2 separate regions of the Mus musculus genome follow, and region 2 is linked to region 1. A link is a contact called in public HiChIP or PLAC-seq data. All regions are on one chromosome and are shown on one strand. Each heading gives the region's core, a stretch centred on a gene start, on an enhancer-like site or on the middle of the called end of the contact. The rest is flanking DNA. Distances are from core to core; before and after follow the strand shown.

Region 1 (4,145 bases), core at 1,119-3,618:
GGGTATGAAGAGGAAAACCCAGAAAGGCTTTTTCAATAAGGTGAGGAAAGTACACAGCCAATGCCAATTACAGAGTTTAATCTTCCTGTTTTCTTCTTTCTCTGATGCATTTGTCTGAGCTTGGAAAGGTCTCTAATTCATTCCTGTTTTTCAAATGTGTTTGTATGACTCCTGCTGCCAGTCTCTGCTAATAGCCGCTTCCTGGGTAAGCGGCCGTGGGTACAGCTGCTGTGTACCATGGATGTGTCACGGTCTCTCTGAATCCGTAATTCTCTTTAGCACCCATGGTATTGTGAAAATCTTGTCAGATAACCCATAACACACAGTGATACCCAACAAGTTACTAGATGCTATGCACAAACAAAAAAAAATAGGTTATGAACTCAATTTTCACTTCCTTATTTCTAAAAAACTAGTGGCCACCCCTGGTTCTCCAGTATAGTCTCTTGGTCACCCCCCCCCCATTCTTGTGTCTCTAGAGCCATCTGTCTTTTTTTTAAATTATTTTTGTTAGGTATTTTCTTCATTTACATTTCCAATGCTATCCCAAAAGTCCCCCATACCCCCCCCCACTCCCCTACCCACCCACTCGCACTTCTTGGCCCTGGTGTTCCCCTGTACTGAGGCATATAAAGTTTGCAAGACCAATGGGCCTCTCTTTCCACTGATGGCCAACTAGGCCATCTTCTGATACATATGCAGCTAGAGACACGAGCTCCAGGGGGTACTGGTTAGTTCATATTGTTGTTCCTCCTATAGGGTTGCAGATTTGGATCACAGGGCCCCCAACATGGAGGAGCTAGAGAAAGTACCCAAGGAGCCATCTGTCTTTAGAACATCTGCATTTTGTGTCAGAGACCACGGTTCATTCCAGGAAGGACCTCTCCTGAGTATAACAGGTGATGTTCTTCATGTTCTCATGAATTGCCCTCTCTAGAGGCCATTTCTTCCTCCCAGCTTCCTCCATAGAATTCTGGGTCCACAAACACCTTCTGACAGACACTCTTGCTTCTTCTGCTAAGATCAGAATCTGGCACAGGGTCAGCTGTGAAGAGAGACTCTGGCCTCTTTAAAACAGCAGGTGATTCCAGGCCTCTGCATCCAGCTCTGTATTTTCTGGAAATACATTAATTGTGCACCAGCTTAGATACATTGTTGCTTAGTGGTTTCCTGCTTCTGTCTCCAGTGCCAGATTGTTCTTTCACATACTTCACTACCCACTCTTCCTCAAAGCACTGCAATACCGGGACTTCCAGTGAAGTGACCAAGCTGCTGGATCGCCATGGCCAATCTGTGCCTGGTTCCTAAGCTATCCCACAGGTGCTGCCAACTGCCATGCACCCATTTTTAAGGTCAGGAGGAAATGCAAAATGCTGTAAGCTATAGCTCCTTCTGAGAAATTCCTAAACCATTCATGGGATTGATTAAAAATGACTATATCCTAAGGTAAGAAGAAATCTATTTAACGTTGACTCACGGTAACATGGATTGACTTGACCACAGGATCCTTTTGTCATTAAGAGCTGTTAACGACTCTCCGTGAAACACTAGTCAGTATCCCAGGGAACAGCCTTTGTGAGATGTTGCTGCACAGGGCGCTGCTCAAGTCTCCTTCACTGCAGATATTTTTAGAAACTGGGCTTCTGAAGTCACCATGAAGAAGAGTCAGTCTGCTTTATCCCCCCTGGAATGCATGTAAGATCAGTAAATTTAGCTCCTAAGTGGTTACCTGATTACCTGATAAATCTGGGGTGCATGCAAATTACCCCAGAGTCTGTACAGCATTAGCCTCTTGTAGAAGATATTAAGCTGTGGGTGAGCAACTAAGTAGTTTAATAAAATTTAAAAGCAGAATAGATAACACAATGCTACCAACCAAAATATAATGCTCTCACCATACCATTACTCCTGATATAAACTGATGTCATGGTATATAGCCTTGGAGTAAAGCCATGTACCATTCTCTTACCACAACCTGGATTTGTAGAATGAAGCTCTAAAGGATATAGGTTTCCCAGGTTGGCATAAGGATAACCATGGTCCTGGTTGGATTCCCATTTTGCTTGTTCAGAAATATCACTTATCTGTGCCTGTAAGAATATCTAAATTCTAAGGGGTTCGTGTGACTGCTCATATATTAGAGTGATAAATCTAAACCTATAATTTGTTCATTTAGAACTAAACTACTGCTTTTTAAAACGTAGTTTATATTTTTCTACAATGAAAGGGAAATTTGTAGAGAGTGATTATCCTTGTCTGTGTGCTGCTTGATGAGTTTCAGAAAGATATTCACAACTCACAACCAGCCACACTATATGTTTTTAAAGTCTGTATTTTGTGTCTATTTGTCTGCATACATGTGCATGCAGTACCCCCTAAGGCCAGGAGAGGGTGTCAGATCCCCTGAAAGTGGAGTTAACAGACGATTGGGTACCTATGTTATAAATATCTGTATTTCTAGGCTCATGTAAAAGTTTCTCTGATGAAACAGGTTCCTGAACAGAAATAGCATGTGAACAGTGTATCAGGTGGACACTTTCGCTTAGCTCAGGTCATGTGATTTGTCCTTAGAAACATTTTTAAATAATTAGATGAAGAATAGTTTCTTAGGAGAATTTCTGGGATATTGTAAAATCCGCAGAGTGCACGTCTTAGCTGAGGAAATTAGCTGATGTCCTCTGCAGAGTGCAAGGATGACAGTGACCAGAGTCATCATTTCAGGGGGTGCCTGGCATTGCTGTTCGCATGATTTGCTTTGGCTTTTGGGCAAGGCAAATGAGCATGGTTTATGAATTCTTTCCTATGGCGGTAACTAATAAACGTTCATGCTGACCGTGGTCCAGGCAAGCAGGATCACTTGCTGATTTCTCAAACGTGTGGAGTATTTACAAGAAGCCTCTTCACTTTCTCACGCATCCTGTTTCCAGTAGAGCGTCATAGGCAGCAGTGAGAACTAACAGGAGGATGCACACTACCTCTTTTCAGGATCTCGTATACACATGGTTTACCCTGGCCCCTTCTGACTCCAGAGTATCACTGGCCTCTCTGTGTAAACTTGTTCATGGAAACTGAGTTATCCCCCCTTGAACTTCTGCTCATAGGTATTTCTTTGACTTGCCATTATGATAGCTGTCCCTAAAACGGAGTCTACTGCAGTGGGCATCCAACAAACATTGGTTGAAGAAACAAATGATAAACTGTGTAGGGTACTCTTCTCAGATCCTTTGAAATTCAGCTAAGATACCTTCTTCCTGAAGATTTTTCTTGACTCTCTCTTGAGTCTAATCAGACACACCTTGTGTGAAAATCGGACACAGCTCTCAGAAGATCACAGGGCCACTACTGGTTTGTGTCTCTCACCCTGGACTATGATTGTCCATGGGTAGAGTGTATTACAATCACACTGGCTATGGCGCCTAAAGGGTGCTTGTCTCAGAGGAGGCTCCCAAAGACAAGCAGTGAAAGGAATGTGGGTCTCAGCAATGATCTCCAGTTTATAACGCTTTAGTAAAGAAGACCCTAAAATGCCAATCTCCCAGGTTCTTCGGCTTCACAGTGCTTTCTGGAGTGAGTCACAGTTTTGGTGCTCTTTGCCAGTCTTCTGGTGCACACCCTGGCCAAGGGTTTTGAAACCTTCAAGTTTTGCCCTACTTCCAACAATCTGCTTAATTTTTAAGTTGGCATACAAAGCAATGGGTTTCATTATGGCCTTTTTACATACAAATGCACACACATGCATGCACACACACAAACACACATGCACACACATATACATACACACAGACATATATGCACACACATGCATGCAAACACACACATGTAAACACATGCACACACAGAGACACATATGCACACACATGTATGCAAACACACACATGCACACACATGCACACACACACATGCACACACACATGCTCATACACACCCTTTGTTCTTATTCATCCCATCCCTCTATCATCTTCCCCCACTCCTGCCTGTCTCTGGCTGAGTCCTTTTCCTTTCCCAAATAGTCTCTCCTTTTGCTTTCAGGGATTTTTTTTTTTTAATTAAAGTATTGGTGTTGATTTTGCGTTAACCAATCTATCTAACTTTGACTGGCAGACTCGGAAAACCAGTCCAGGTCTCAGCAGCAGAGAGCACTGTCA
Region 2 (4,061 bases), core at 1,224-3,723, 120 kb before region 1:
GGCCTTCTCACTGCCTTCGTCATTATAACACATGCCAGGTTTGCCTGGCTCTGTTCAAGGCTCCTACAGAGCAAGTCCTCACGGGGCCCGTGCGCTTGTCACGCTGCCCAGTTGACTTGGACGAGAAGGGAAGGTGAAGCTTGTTTTGTTGGTAAACCAGACAGGAAATGCAGGTGCCCTTTGGAAGGAGAGGAGACTAGTTGAACTGCCTTTGTTCTTTCTACTGTATTTTATTTACCTGGTTAGTCTCGATCATTGTTATTGAGGGTTTATAGTAGATACTGTGTTTTGATCAGTTCCATCCTGCGTTCTCTCCCTTTCAGTTCCTCCCACCCTCCATCACCTTTTCCTCCCAGTGCCTCGTGCACGTGTTCATTCCATGACCTCGGTGCAGCCTGGATGTGCATGGTGTAGGACACTCCTCGAAGCAGGGTCACCTTTTAGGAAAGGTCCCCCACAGCTACCTCCAGTAGCTTCTTAGTTCGTGGTAGGCTTCATGAGCCCCTCCCTGCTCTGTGCTGGGATTTTGACTTCTGGTTTGTGGGTTCAGTCCAGCAGATGGTGTTCTGCTGCAGACACCTACCACCCCTGTCCTCTTCTGCAGTAGTCCCCGAGGCTTTCAAGGATGTCCTATTTAGAGCCTGTCAGTTCACATTCTCTTATTCTCCGAGGCCGAATCACTTGTGGATCTCTGTATTAATATCCATCTATTCCAAATGAAGCTTCCGTGATGAGAATTGAGAGAGGCAGTAACCCATGGGTATGAAGATAAGAACTTCACAGTGGGGCAGGTCATAGTATTAGATAGTCCCCTGGGGCTATGGCCTTGCCAGCCACAGGTGTTTAGCCAGTTAGCAGTGCCAAGCAAGCTTCCATCTTTTAGAACAGGCTTTAAATCCAGTCAGAAATTTGATGCATGATATTTGTGCAACTCTTGGTCCAGTGGACACACCTTTATGGGCCAGTCCTTACTGTAGCTCTCAGCCTCCACAGCTGGTTATGATTGCTGAACATTTTCTCCTTCAGTGATATAAATAGAACCTTCTAGAACTGTGAGAGCTAGCAAGTAGGGATGAAGCTTCCAGGCCAGTGCCAGCATGATTTCTTTACAGATTCTTACAAAACTTGCTGCAGATATTGTTCTTGTTTATCTTGTGTGGTCAGTGAGCTTACAATCAAAACATCTCACACCCCACACACACACTGGATCAGTGAGTTAAAGAAGTAAAAGTTGTATTTTCTATTGGAACATTAAAGTTGTGCAAAGAAAAATGTATGTAACCTGGCTCCTTGTTTTAAGTTTTGTTATTTTAATAATAGAAGAATTTCAGTGGCCATAAGATCTCAGTTTGGTGAGTCTGGGCATGGTGGTAGACATCTGTAACTCACAACTCTGGAGGCCACAGCAAGATCTCAAGTTGCATACCAGCCCAGTTTTACACTAAAGTTCACTGCATAAACCCAGGGCTAACGACATAGCTGGCACTAAGAATATTCTTTGTCTGTGGTCTCATAAAGCATAGGCTGCTGAGCTGTATGAGCTAGGACAGCCTGGGCTCACAGGGATGTGTGAGCTGTATGAGCTAGGACAGCCTGGGCTCACAGGGATTTGTGGGCCTGTCCTGCTCCTATGTGGGTGAGCATTCGAGCCCAGATCCTCATGCCCACCCAGCAAGTGCTCAGATCCAGGGAGCCATCTCAGCTTTATAACTTTCTATTGTTTTGGATTGTGTTCATTTGTGTATGTATCTCCTTGTGGGCGTGTGCACGTGGATGCATATGTCTGTGGAGGCTGACGGCATTGGAGTCCCCTGGAGCTGGAATGACAGTACAACTCAACTCAATCTTCTTCCGAGCCGTCTCAGCTCCAGGAGTCTGGATTTTGTGGTAGCAGTGGAACTCTTGAAACCTCTGCCTCCTAGGCTTATTCTTGACACAGAGGGGATCTAGTCTATATTAGAGGACCAAGGGCTGTGATTATCTTTCCTTCCACTCTGAGAATGAACAAGTCTTTAAAGTGGAGTGTTTGTCAATCAGAGAAAACATGGCTACAGTTTAATAATGAACAAATACCGCTTATATTACGGTCATGCACCAACTGCTCCATATACCATTGCTGGAAGGCTAAGGTGACAAAGAACCAACTTGTTGGGCTTCTTCTGGTTTTAAAAGTTTTTTGGGTTTGACTAGAGAGCTAATCAAACTGGGAACTCTTTAAAGGTTTAAATCAGAATTAAAAAACAAACAACAACAAACCCTGAGCTTACGTGGCTGGGTTGTTTTATTTTCAGCTGTGTACTTTCAGCAATAATCAAATAAAAATTTTGATGTAAAAATTTATTGGCTTTATTCATTTTACAAAACATAGTTACACGCATGAAGGTTTTTGGGCTAGTGTCCCTGAGAGCAGTCACCAGCAGTACTTCCTAAGATGTAGTTGGTAGGTATGTTACAGTCTTCACCCAAAAGAGGGCAGTAGAGTGCTGTGTTTTATCCTAGGTTTATCTTGAACTAGCTGGTGAATCACAATGCCAGGCTTCCTTGTGTTCTTGACTTTAAAACTGAAGTTACCCTGCTGAACACCCGTGTGCTTTCCTTTGTCTCTATGGTATAGTTACTATACTTTCCTTTGTCTCTATAGTATAATTACTATACTTTCCTTTGTCTGTATAGAATACTTATATTCCAAGGAAGCTGCTGTACACCTGGCACAGTTCCAGCAGTTGAACATTGTTCTGACTTCATTTGTTTTTCTACAAGTAAAAGGGAAAAAGTTTGAACAGTTTTCAGTAATCCAGACATAGGGAATTCATGGGCATGAATGTGGTGGATTAGTCTTGCTGATCGGGTCTTTGAGGCTTGTTACTTGGGCTGGTTGATTATTTTACAAACAAGAAAAGTGGATTATTTAAAAGGCCAAATTATTCCTCTGCCTGGCCCTTAGCCATCATATGAGTTTATGGCATAAAGTAATTACTTCATAACACATGGCTCTTTCTTTTAATTAATTAGTTAATTAATTTAATGTACGTGAATACGCTGTCACTGTTTTCATGCACACCAGAAGAGGGCATCAAATCTCATTACAGATGGTTATGAACCACTATGTGGTGGCTGTGAATTGAACTCACGACTCTAGAAGAGTAAACAGTGCTCTTAACCCCTGAGCCATCTCTCCAGCCCCCAGCTCTTTCTTTTATACGTAGAGTTGGATGGAAGTTGAAAAGTGTCTTAATGTGTCTAAGTTAAACAGTGTCTGATTCAGCGCCGCCTCCATATCACTCTTCATCAGGTTTCTCTCCATGACTTGCTCAGTCTGCTTTCTTACAGAACTCAGGACCACGGGGCCACAATGGACTGGATCCTCCCCAGTCCATCACCAATTAAGAAATTGCTCTACATACAGGTTTATCTACAGTCCAATCTTAGGAAGGCATTTTCTCAACAGAGGTTCCCTCCTATCAAATGACTATAGCTGTGTCAAGTTGCCACAAATAGTAGCTCACCAGATTGATCCCTTGTCAAGTTGACACACAAACACATTACTGTTAAGACATCACGTTTTCTTTCTTGTTTACTCGCAATATCACACATTAATAAGTATCACAAATAAAAACCACAGCACACACTTGAAAGTCCCACCGTCTTTACAAATTTGAACACTTTAAAAGTTCAGACTCTAAAATGGAAAAATTCAAAGTTTCTTTTAAAAGTCTCTGTAAGACTCTAAAAGTTTCTCTTTAAAAGTGTAAAATCTCAACCATGGGCCCCTGTAAGATCAGAGTAAGCTAAATAGTTTCTTATTCCAGGGAGGAGTGACCATGGTGGCGCAGTCACAATCTGAACAAAGCAAATGCAGACACCAACAGTGTAAAATCCCAGTGTCTCCGTCTGGGCCTCACTCCCCATCTCCTGGGCTCCTCCCAAGGGCCAGGTCACCTCTCCAGCTCTACCCTCTGCCACACCCTGTTTCCCAAGCTCTGGCTCGCTCTGCTCTGCTGGTGCTGCTGTTCTTTGTGGACATCCCCTGGTACTGGAATCTCCAAAATGCTGGAGTCTTC

What was found. HiChIP or PLAC-seq counts read pairs in DNA pulled down with a chosen protein or histone mark.
Region 2: a contact with region 1 is called in a CTCF HiChIP or PLAC-seq map of pro-B cells, with 6 times the contacts expected there. The contact joins two enhancer-like sites. A contact is called at or near these places in 2 of 15 datasets of contacts at CTCF or cohesin (large pre-B cells and pro-B cells), 42 of 484 Hi-C or Micro-C datasets (B cells, the C2C12 cell line, the G1E-ER4 cell line and 23 more) and 3 of 115 datasets of contacts at active chromatin or transcription factors (fibro-adipogenic progenitors, large pre-B cells and stem cell-derived neural progenitor cells).

Annotation. Positions count from the first base shown.
Region 1 is chr3:53,327,959-53,332,103 of GRCm38.p6, reverse strand. No RefSeq gene overlaps it. Among named protein-coding and RNA genes, the nearest start is that of Gm40048, 66 kb to the left of the region's middle. Within about 2 kb of position 2,368, at least 1 of the 459 cell types and tissues checked has an H3K27ac peak or open chromatin away from gene starts, as enhancers often do. A contact at or near this core is called in pro-B cells, where this site is marked.
Region 2 is chr3:53,446,858-53,450,918 of GRCm38.p6, reverse strand. No RefSeq gene overlaps it. Among named protein-coding and RNA genes, the nearest start is that of Gm16206, 3.7 kb to the left of the region's middle. Within about 2 kb of position 2,473, at least 8 of the 459 cell types and tissues checked have an H3K27ac peak or open chromatin away from gene starts, as enhancers often do. A contact at or near this core is called in pro-B cells, where this site is marked.